2 separate regions of the Mus musculus genome follow, and region 2 is linked to region 1. Evidence: chromatin contacts called from public Micro-C data. All regions are on one chromosome and are shown on one strand. The core of a region is the stretch at or near the end of the contact, and the rest is flanking DNA. Distances in the headings are between cores, read along the strand shown. Region 1 holds the start of Dmrt3 (doublesex and mab-3 related transcription factor 3). Region 2 holds the start of Pax2 (paired box 2).

Evidence for each region. A called contact is a pair of places that touch in the nucleus more often than the background predicts.
Region 2: a Micro-C map of embryonic stem cells shows a contact between it and region 1, with 15 times the contacts expected there. A contact is called at or near these places in 3 of 484 Hi-C or Micro-C datasets (all in embryonic stem cells) and 1 of 9 other capture datasets (embryonic tail).

Annotation. Positions count from the first base shown.
Region 1 is chr19:25,608,308-25,613,091 of GRCm38.p6, forward strand. Dmrt3 (doublesex and mab-3 related transcription factor 3) reads left to right here and starts at 2,230. Exons shown (of 2, transcript NM_177360.3): 1 at 2,230-2,960. The coding sequence starts at 2,492.
Region 2 is chr19:44,753,024-44,758,397 of GRCm38.p6, forward strand. It overlaps Pax2 (paired box 2), which reads left to right and starts at 3,883. Exons shown (of 10, transcript NM_001368747.1): 1 at 3,883-4,413. The coding sequence starts at 4,371.

The DNA of each region.
Region 1 (4,784 bases), core at 980-3,479:
ATCAAATGAGTATTTAGATCTCGGCCCTCGATGTGCACTGGAGTGAAACGGGGCCCAGTACCAAATAATACCAGAGTGTGTGAGTGGCACTGGGATAGGGTGGCTAGGTGACCCAGGAAGGAAAGGGGATTGCTTTGAGAATGAAAATGTCCCCTAAAAACCTGGTGCAGAACTCTGCTGCTCTCTTTCCCCAGAGAAACTAGTTACTCTTATTTTCCTGATCTGTTTCCCTGACCATTTAAAGAGAAATTCAGCTTCGATAAAAGTCCGTGGTCCTCGTCTTTCTTAGACGCACAGATTTCAGATTGAAACAGTACAAGTTCCCAGATTCGTGCCATTCGCAGAGCATAAAAAGTGATTTCTGTACCTTTCCCCCCTGTTTCGGGGCCCAAAGATCAACGCGTGACCCTTGTGCCCCGTCTCCACAATTTACAAAAGTCCTACTAGTTGTAGAGTTAGAAACTTGTTTTTCTGACCAAGGGTGGAAAGAGGCCAGGTTAGAAGGGTGGGGGGAAAAGGGCAAAAGCCAGGGGTACTGGTTCCGTGCAGTTTTGGGGAAATTATCTTGGAGATAGCATTCGTGTGCAAGGGGTTCCTTTCCAGTCCCAGCAGGTCAGCCCGGAACAACTATCAACTCCTCCACGCACCTGAAACCCGAGTAGCTAAGGGCATCGAGGGGGAAAAAAGGTACAAAGCTACATTTATATTCCGCGTTCAAAGCTCTCTCCCGGTTCCAAATCACTCTTCTGGGCAGAGAGCTTGCTGCTTGAACCTCGGACGACACAGTCCTAGAATTCACAGCAAACTCAAGATTGCCAGCGATGCTCTCTTCCTTGGCTGGCGGTAGGGCTGGGCACTGGAAAGCGACCTCCAGAAAGAGACTATGGTCTCTGTGCAGTTCAGGAGTCAGGTACCGCAGCAGACCCGTTTACGTTAACTTTCACCCACACAGTAAGAAGCGGAGCGCACGTTCCCAGGGGCCGCTAAAAGACCGTCCGGGACTTCCGTTGGCTCCTTCCCACTGAGTTGTTAAAGCGGTCCTGAGCCTACTTTATGCCTTGATTTTTGTTCGGTTGTTTTCTTGGTTGAGTGAAAAAAGGCAGCCTTCTCTACACGTACGTAGTAATACTCGACATTGGACAAACCAATACTGAAAACAAGCAAAGAGTATAAACGAAATTTATGCTGTAAAAAAAAAAGGCTTATGCAGTCTAAGGTTATACAGGAGACTCTTCATCGTCACGCAAAGATTGTTACGAGTAGGGTCTATTCCTTATTCTTAAGTAAAACACAGCGTCTGTGGGGATTTGAACTGGGCAATTCCGGACCTTGGCTGATTCAGTGGCCTTTGCGTGAACAAAATACCAGGTAACTTTGGGGCCACTAATGTGTCTTCTCCCTACACCCTCGGAAAGTTTAAACAGTGCTTAAGAAAAACATCCAAGAGAGCACTTGGCAGTCCAAGGCAGAGAGGTCATTCAAGGCAGAGATTGTTTATTTTAAAGACAAGAGGAGGTTAAGTAGAAAATTGAAGTTACCCTATAAAACGAGTTGTCTTCCTGAAGCCTGACAGATTAAAAAAAAAAATACTCATTTTTCTTCTGTAGCAATGAAAAAGAAACTAGATTGCAAAACCAAGCGAAGAATTCCCGAATCACTACTACCCCTCTTTTGATTCCTCTTGCCAGGTGGAGACTTTCCGGTTCTTGAAACCCGGTTCTCCCGGGGCCGACCTGCGGAGTACCCTCAATTCCCTCGCAAGCTCCGAATGGCTGAGGCCAAGGGTGGGAAGGAAAGCGGTCTAGGGCTCAGTGCTTCGAGGCCAGTGCTGGAGCGACGTGAGAGGGTAGGGGAGAGGCCTGCCGGCTGGCTTACAAACACCCACCCCCCTCCCCATCGTCCCCCGCCCCACACCCGGTCCGCCCAGCGCTCCCGCGGTACCGCAGCGGCGCAGTCCCTCCCGGCTCAGGAAGGGGTAACAGAGCGCTTGGCAGAGGGGGCTGTGAGCGCCCCCGCCTGAGAGGCCAGGCTGCAGGTGGCGGGGAAGGTGAGGTGCAGGAACCCGAGGGGTGCCTGCCAGGGAGGAGGAAAGCGCGTGGGGAGCGCAAGGAGGCTGGGACCCCGATTGGGGGGGGGGTGGCGGCGGGAGGGAGGAGGGACTGGGGGGGGAGGGTGGCGGAGGAGGTGCTGGGTCCAGTCTGCGAGGAAGGGACCAGGGAAGGAAGTGGCTCAGACCGTAATCAGAGCTCTCCCCGGCTCCTTGCAGCTGCTGGAGAGCCTCAGCGTGGGAGGACCTGCGGGTGGAGCCTGCGCCCCGAGAGCGGCGGGCAGAGAGGCGGCACGCGTGGGTACCGGCGGGCTGCGAGCGCCATCGGAGCCGGGGAGACTGCTGCCGTAGCTCCGGCCGCCGCGGACCTTCCGGGGCCTCCCGAGAGCGGGCCTCCGAGCTCTGTGCTCCAGCTCCCGCCGCCGGCCGGGGGGAGCCCTGGGCATGAACGGCTACGGCTCCCCCTACCTGTACATGGGCGGCCCGGTGTCGCAGCCGCCGCGGGCGCCCTTGCAGCGCACGCCCAAGTGCGCGCGCTGCCGGAACCACGGGGTGCTGTCCTGGCTCAAGGGCCACAAGCGCTACTGTCGCTTCAAGGACTGCACCTGCGAGAAGTGCATCCTGATCATCGAGCGGCAGCGGGTGATGGCGGCGCAGGTGGCGCTGCGCAGGCAGCAGGCCAACGAGAGCCTGGAGAGCCTCATCCCGGACTCGCTGCGGGCTCTGCCAGGGCCCCCGCCGCCGGGGGACGCTGCGGCCACCGCCGCTACCGCCTCGCAGTCGTCGCCAGCCTCCCAAGCGTCCCAGCCGCCCGCGCCGCCTCGTCCCACCGCGGAGTTGGCCGCGGCCGCCGCGCTGCGCTGGGTCGCGGAGCCCCAGCCCGGGACGCTGCCAGCGCAGCTTGCTAAACCAGGTGAGAGCGTCTGCGGCGCTGGGGTCGCGCTCCGAATGAGGGAGCTTCGAGGGCTCTTCGGGATCGTGGGGGAAGGCCGAAGACAAGTTTGTGGGAAGTGGACCTGGTTGGACCTGCCCCACCCCCACCAGGCACCGGTTCTTACTCTCCCGGAAAGGGGGTCTCGAGAGTCTGAAGCCGATGGAACCCAGGAGCCCGCCAGAGGGGCCAACCAGATCGCCTGGCTGTGTCCCTATCGTCAGAGGCTTTCCCCGGGTTGAAAGGGAACATAGCAGGTCAATTTTAAAAATAAAATGATGTCTTGGGGAAGACCGACTTTAAACACACCACAATGAGGAGGGTTATCCGGGCTGCGGGTTTTAGACGGGTGGGGGCTCTCACTTGGAGCGAGGGGGTAAGTAGGTGCTGGCTAGCAGTCAGGGCCCAGTGCTTTGCTGTTTCTAGGTGATTCTTGGCTTGGTCCGGAACAGGCGTTTTGTCTCTTACTTAAAGGAACTAGGAGTCGTTTTGTTTTTTTTAGCCAGGCTAAGAGGCCTCAAGACTTAGAATTTGAAAAAAAAAAAAAAAAAAAAGGCGCCTTTTAAGAACTCTAAGGAAAAGGCTCCAAAGTGAAGCTACTTAACTCTCTTTTGCTGAACTACTTCTTTGGTCCTTTATTGCCATTTCCCGGGCTGCTGTGGTGTGAAGAAATTAAAACCAAAACTTGGCCTACAGTGGAGAAAACCTAGCAAGTGCCTTTCCAGGATTTTGCGGGGTTGGCCTGGCCTGAAATAATGAGGGGCTTTCTGGCCATCTAGCTTCCCGCTGTTCAGATATGCTCTGATTTTGGGGATGGGTTAACAGGGTTCTGAGCCCTGACAGTGGGCAGACCCCGGTTTCTACTTAGTTCTCTCTTTCTGGCTCTTTCCTGAGTCCCTGAGTCCGGCTGCCCCTATTTTAAGCCTCTTCCTCTCTTTCCTCCGAGGAACCTCTAGCTTTACTCCTGGCCGCTCGCAGCCTCCTGGCAACCGGAATTCAATGGAGTTTGGTGTTTCCCCTTCACTGGGTAAACGTACAAAGGAGACAGGCCCATCTCCTTCGGAATGGGGTGTACTGGAATTAGGAGTGAAAGGTCCGTAGTTTTTCTGGTAGCTAGAGCCTCTGTCTCTACTTTCTCAGCTGCTCAATGACAGCTCTTGCTCTTCTTCAGAGAACCCCAGAGCACTGTGCTGAACTGGGGGTCTGGGGGGGCTACTCACTGTTGGTGTGTGGTGAGGTGGTAGGTAGCTTGGCCAGTTTGTCCTACCTTCTGGCTCAATTGTGCCCGGTAGGCCTGAAGTTCAGAAAGCAGTTTGCTGGCTGGGTTTTGTGGCTATTTAACAAGGAACATATAAGCATGTCTCAGAAGCACCGCCCCACGACCCTCATCTTATATTTGTGGATTTGACAGTAGAGAAACTAGAGCCTATTGTGGGAGGAGGGCTTGTCCTGAGAACAAGAAGGGGTGTTTGGTCTTAGTCCCAGAATTCCATGCTACCCACTTTTAATTTTCCGTTCCTGGTTTTCCTGGCTCTGGGAGTCCCCTGGACTAGAGAAGAAGAGGTCGAGTTAAAAATTCAACTTGCTATTTTACAGTGCCCAGCTGCCTATCAGCAGCTCTTAAAGAGCACTAACCTTGAGTTCTGTGGTCTCTGTCCAAGAGGGGACTCCTTTAGCATCGCGTGGTTCTCAACGGGTTGTCCTTCTCCATAGCCAAAATGTATAAAGAGCCAACAAAACCCAAAGCAAGGAGAAAAGGGGGTGGATGAGGGCATTGAGGAGGCCAAGTTGAGGCAGGAGGGCCCA
Region 2 (5,374 bases), core at 2,633-5,132, about 19 Mb after region 1:
GAGGGAGAAAAGACAAGCGGGGCCGAGGGTGGGGGGAGGGGCACAGCTGAATGCTTCACTGCAGCGGGGGAGGCGGCGGGGGGGGGATTGCTTGCCAGGTCCTCGGTGACACAGCCACCTTCGAGAACTGCTAGAGACCCTGTGCCTAATGACTGGGGTCAGGATCAGGATCCTGTGTGCAGAAGAGATGCAGTCATGTCACGCCCCCACCCCACCCCCAGCAAAAGAGTAAAGAAAGGGGGCCTGGGTGAGCGGGGTTAGCAGACAGGATCTCTGCCTGCACTTTACTTATGCATGATCCGCCCACAGACGCATTAAAATCTGGGGTATAAGTCACATGCGGCTTGGGACACCTTTGCATAAGTATCTATGAGAGGGCCTTCTTGCAGGACCGCAGGCCTCCCGCACACCTAACACTCACGCAGAGCAGGCCCGCTCCAGCGGAGAACCAGCTTGACCCTAGGCTTTCGGAAGGGAGGTAGTAGGAGTGGGGCTGCCAGGCGCCAAGCGAGCATGGCAGAGGTGGCAGCAGAGAAGGCGAAGGAACTGAGATCCACAAGGAAGATTTATTGGGCAGATCAGATGCACAGAGGCGACTAATGAAGCAAATCCCGAGATGGGTATCAGAGCAACTCCCCAAAAGTTTATTTGCCTTTAAATTTCCGCAGGGAGGCGGGCTCCTTGTTTGAAGTGTAAATGCCCCTAGGTTGTGGGGGGGTGTTGAAGGGCTGCTTTGAAAACACTAGAGAGAAAAGGTTCATTTAGAGTCAGATGAGGGAAAAGCAACCAAGCCTGACAGGTCGAGCCCTGGCTGTGTTTGGGGTTGGGTTGTTGTCTTTCTTTTTCTTTCCTCCCTTTCCTCTTCTTTCTTCTTTTCTTTTTCTACTCTTTCCCCTTCTGTTAGGGCCCATAGAAGAAGAAAAAGAACAGGAAAGGGGGAGTCAGAAGGAGAGGCCATCGAGAAGGGACATCTGCAAATCAGCCCTTCCTTCTAAAGTCCAAAGAGAGGGCTGTGCAGAGGCTAACGGGCTTCCAAAGCAGCAGGGTAGATCGCCTTTTGATTATCTAGACCCAGAAACCAGCTGGAAAACTAACAGGGAAACTGGAGGTGTGTGTGTGTGTGTGTGTGTGTGTGTGTGTGTGTGTGTGTGTGTGTGTATGTGTGTGTGTGTGCGCGCGCGCGTCCCAGGAGTCCTGGGAAGGCATGCCTGAGTTTTCTGGAGCTACATAGAAATTAGACTATCACTAGCCCTCATTCCTAAGAGGATGTATGTGGCAGATACTTGCGTAAGTGCAACTTCAAAAGTGTTTTACGAATTGAATTGTTAGTTCTCTTTACAAAATGTAAAGTTCGACCCCACTCCCATTCTTATGGGGAAATATCCATTGTCTATGTTCACATTTCATAGGACGTGAAACATGAAACTATATTTCAGTTCTAGAGGACTCTGGATCTCTGTTGGAGTGAGGAACTCCGCTGATTTTTGTTTCCTCAACAGACATACCAAGACTTAACTTAAGCACACCCAACAAGAGTTCCTTTATGAACTCTTCTGAATGCTCCCCACCTCAAATTCTGGACTGATTGCTTCTTCAAAGGAAGATAAGGCTACTGCGGTTACTACCACCTTAGAGCTTCTGGCTCCCCAGTATGGGAGCTGACCCTTTTAGGCTGAAATAACTCTGTTTCCACACACACACACACACACACACACACACACACACACACACACACACACACACACACACACTTCTTTTCTGTTCCCTATGAGAAGTTAGTGCGTGTTGCTGAGGTTGTGAGGTTGTGAGATTTGGCCAAAGCAAACCCGGGAGCGCCATCTACAGGCCTTGAGAGGAAGGCATTGGTTTTCCTGGCAGGACCCCTGAACCTCCTACTCTTCCTGCCCACGGGAACCTAGTCCTCAGACCAAAGGAAGTGGGGGACAGGGTGGTGGTGGGCAGATGGAAAGGTGGTTTATTTTTATTTTTATTTTTTAGTTTCTTACTTTCCAGCAGTTACTCTGCAATTGGATTAATCTAGCCGGAAATTTCCAGGAGACCGGGCAAAGGCCCAGATCCCAACCGACCCAGCTCCCCTTGGAATGGAAAGCTCAGAATCCGGTGTAGCTGAGCCTGGCCTGAAACTCACCCAGAATGTGGGCGGTTCTAAATGCCCGGTAGGAGTCAGTCTGAGACGGGCTGAGAGTCTAGTGGGTGCTTCCCCCAACCCCATCTACTGCCGAGGCTTTTTGGCTATAGGGACAGGGGCACTGTCTACACTCATTGCCCTTCCTCTGGGCTTCAGGAGCTGCAGACAACACCAAGGAGTCTTGGGTCCGCCGGGCAAGAAAGCTGTGTTTCTCAGCTTGAGCTTCCTGGAGCCGCCCTTTTTCAGACCCAGGGAAGCCTGGGAGGAGGGAGCGAAAAAGGGGGGGGGGGTGAGTTAAAACATCAGCTGAAGTGCCAAGATGATTTATGAGACTAGGGAAAATATTTCATAAAGATCTCCTGGATATTCTGTACTTAACCAGTTAGGAGACAAAGGGCTTCTCTCGCTTAGTGCGTGCGAGAAGACCCCAGCGAACAAGGGAGCGAGTGCGGGCCAGGCTGCAGAGACTGGGCCAGCGGCTCTGGTAGGAGCCGGGCCAGGCCGGCGTGCTGCGCCAGCTGCGCTCGCTCGGGATCTGCAGAGCTGGCGGCGGGCGGCGCTCAGTCGCGTTCATAGCCTCCTCTTCTCCCCAGCCGGGGAAAGAGAACGCCTTGGTCCCGCCTTGGGCTTCTGCATCCTCTGTCACTGCCGCGGACAAGCCGCTGCGCACCGTCTCCCGGCACAGTCCCTTCCCTAGCTACCCGAGGGTCCAGGTGCCAAGTTCCCTGGCTCTCCTACCATCCGTTGGGTCCCACCAAGGCAGGTGGGTTCTAGCCAGAGGCCTCTAGCTTGATTCCAAACCAGGCGTCTGGACTGCCCAGACTCCGGGGAGGGGGTGCGCGCCACCGCGTGTGGGACGGGAGGGGACAAACTGCTGGGCACTTTGCCCCGGAATGAGAATCATGCGTGCGTGGATGGGAAGGTACCACAGGAGGAAAAGGCGAAAGGGAAGGACCAGAGGGAAAGGGAGAGAGGAAGGAAGACACAGGGAGAAACGGAAAGGAACTCAGCGCAAGGGTAGCCGAGTTAGGACAGGGGCTGCGGACTCGCGGGCGTCTGGGATTTGCGGGCATTGGCCGGTGGATGGCAGGGCTGGGCGAGTTAGGACTGAGAGCCTGGCTTCGGAGTGCCGCGCGCTCGGAGGCCCTCTGTGGTTGCCTGAATATTCATTAGGCTGGCCGCTCTTTATCCTTATCTAACGTTTATCTTCTCGGCGAGTTTCGTTTCTCAGTGTAGTTTTAATCCGGGGCTCCCATTCCTCCTCCCCCTGGCCCGCTCCTCACCCTCCCTCTTCCTTCACCCGCTGCTCCCTCCCGTTTCCCCCCCCTCCCGGGCCCTCCCCTCGCCAGCACCGGAGTGACAGGCGCGGGGCCCTCCTTGCCGAAGCTCGGGGCTCCGGCGCTGGCGAATCACAGAGTGGTGGAATCTATTGCCTTTGTCTGACAAGTCATCCATCTCCCGGCGCGGGGAGGAGGAGGGGGTCTGGAGGGGGCTTTGCAGCTTTTAGAGAGACACACACCGGGAGCCCAGGCTCCAGTCTCCGGCCGAGTCTTCTTGCAGCCGCAACCCACCTGGGGCCAGCCCAGCGCTGCGGGCGCCGCTCGGCTCCTAGGCTGCCTCCCTCCCTCCTGGCCCTTCGGTCGCCGCGGCGTGCGCCTGCCTTTTCCGGGGGCGGGGGCCGGCTCGCACGCTCCCCTCCCGCGGGCGCCCGCTTGGACATCCCGGGGATTGCTACTTCTCTGCCAACTTCGCCAACTCGCCGGCACTTGGAGCGGCCCGGCTCCCCTCCTGGCGCCCTCGGGCCGCCCCCGCCCTGAGCTCTCTTGGTTCAGAGCCTCTCGGACAACCGGGTTCCAGGGGAGCTGAGTGAGCCGTCTTCCCTACCCGGCCTCAGCTCTGGCCGCAGCTGGCGCGCGAGCCATGCGCCCCAAGTGCCCCTTGGTCCAGCCAGTCGCCCCGGGGCTGCGTTGCTGACTGCCCAGCCGCGTGCCCCAACGGTGGCAAGTTGCAGCCTCTGCGGTCGCAAACCCCAGCGGGCCCGGAGGAGTCCCGGCGTGGAGCGCGGCGCGGCGTCCCCCGCCCTCGCTTGCCCCCCAGCAGTCGGGCGCCCGCTCACTCTCCCTCCCCCACCGTCCCTTCCTTTTCTCCTCAAGTCCTGAAGTTGAGTTTGAGAGGCGACACGGCGGCGGCGGCCGCGTTGCTCCCGCTCCTCTGCCTCCCGATGGATATGCACTGCAAAGCAGACCCCTTCTCCGCGATGCACCGTGAGTACCGGCGCCCGGCTCCTGTCTCGGTTCCAACCCCATGTAGCCCCAGCGCGGTCCGGCCCCCTGCGCTCAGGTCTCACCCTAGAGGCCACACTGGCCTTTCCCTGCTCCCTCCTTTCGTCCTTTCTCTTACCTAGTGTTTCTCACGCCTTCAGCCACCGTTCTGCTTTTTGCCACGCCATACTCACGGTTCTGCCTGCCTTTCTACCTTCACTAGTGTCTCACCTCCCTCGGCTCCTTCCACCTGCTCCTCCTTACCTCTCGGGATCCATAACCCTGGGCCCAGGTTCCAGCCACCCACCCCCTAGTCAGTCTTTGCCCTGGACTAAAGGACTAATTGGCAGTAGTTTTCAGGCTGTTCTCTCTCTCTCTCTCTCTCTCTCTCTCTCTCTCTCTCTCTCTCTCTCTCTCTCTCTCTCTCTCCTCCCTCATCTTTACCTTCCTCAAACTTAGAGTTGTGGGTAATCGTGAGGAGGCTCCTAGTTTGGGCAGCCTTGGTGTCAGGACAATTATGCCTAAGATCCTGGGGGTGTGACCCCCTTCTGAGCCTAAGCTCTCGGCGCCTCTTGTTCCCTTCGGCTTAGTTAAGGCTTCCTGGGGGGCTGCTTTGCTACGTCCCACCCTTTCTCCCACCCTCACCTCTTCCCCCCCCCCTTCCCTTCCCTTTTAGCTAGGAACAGGAGAGTGGCCGGTCACTTTTTTTTTTTTTTTTAACTTTGCCTAGGGAAGTGATCATTCTAAAAAAAAAACAATGAAGGATTTTGAGAAGAAATCAAAGTCAGGGAGAGAGGTAGAGCCATCCAGGCCAGCACCTGGATGCTGTACACTCGAGAGACTTCCTTGCCTGTCTCCACTCACTGTTGAGGACCATTCAGCCAGCGCCCTGGCCAGGGGGTCAGCAAGAATGGATATAATCAGAGGGAAAGAACAAAAGAAAGACAAATGCCAAGGCTGAGGA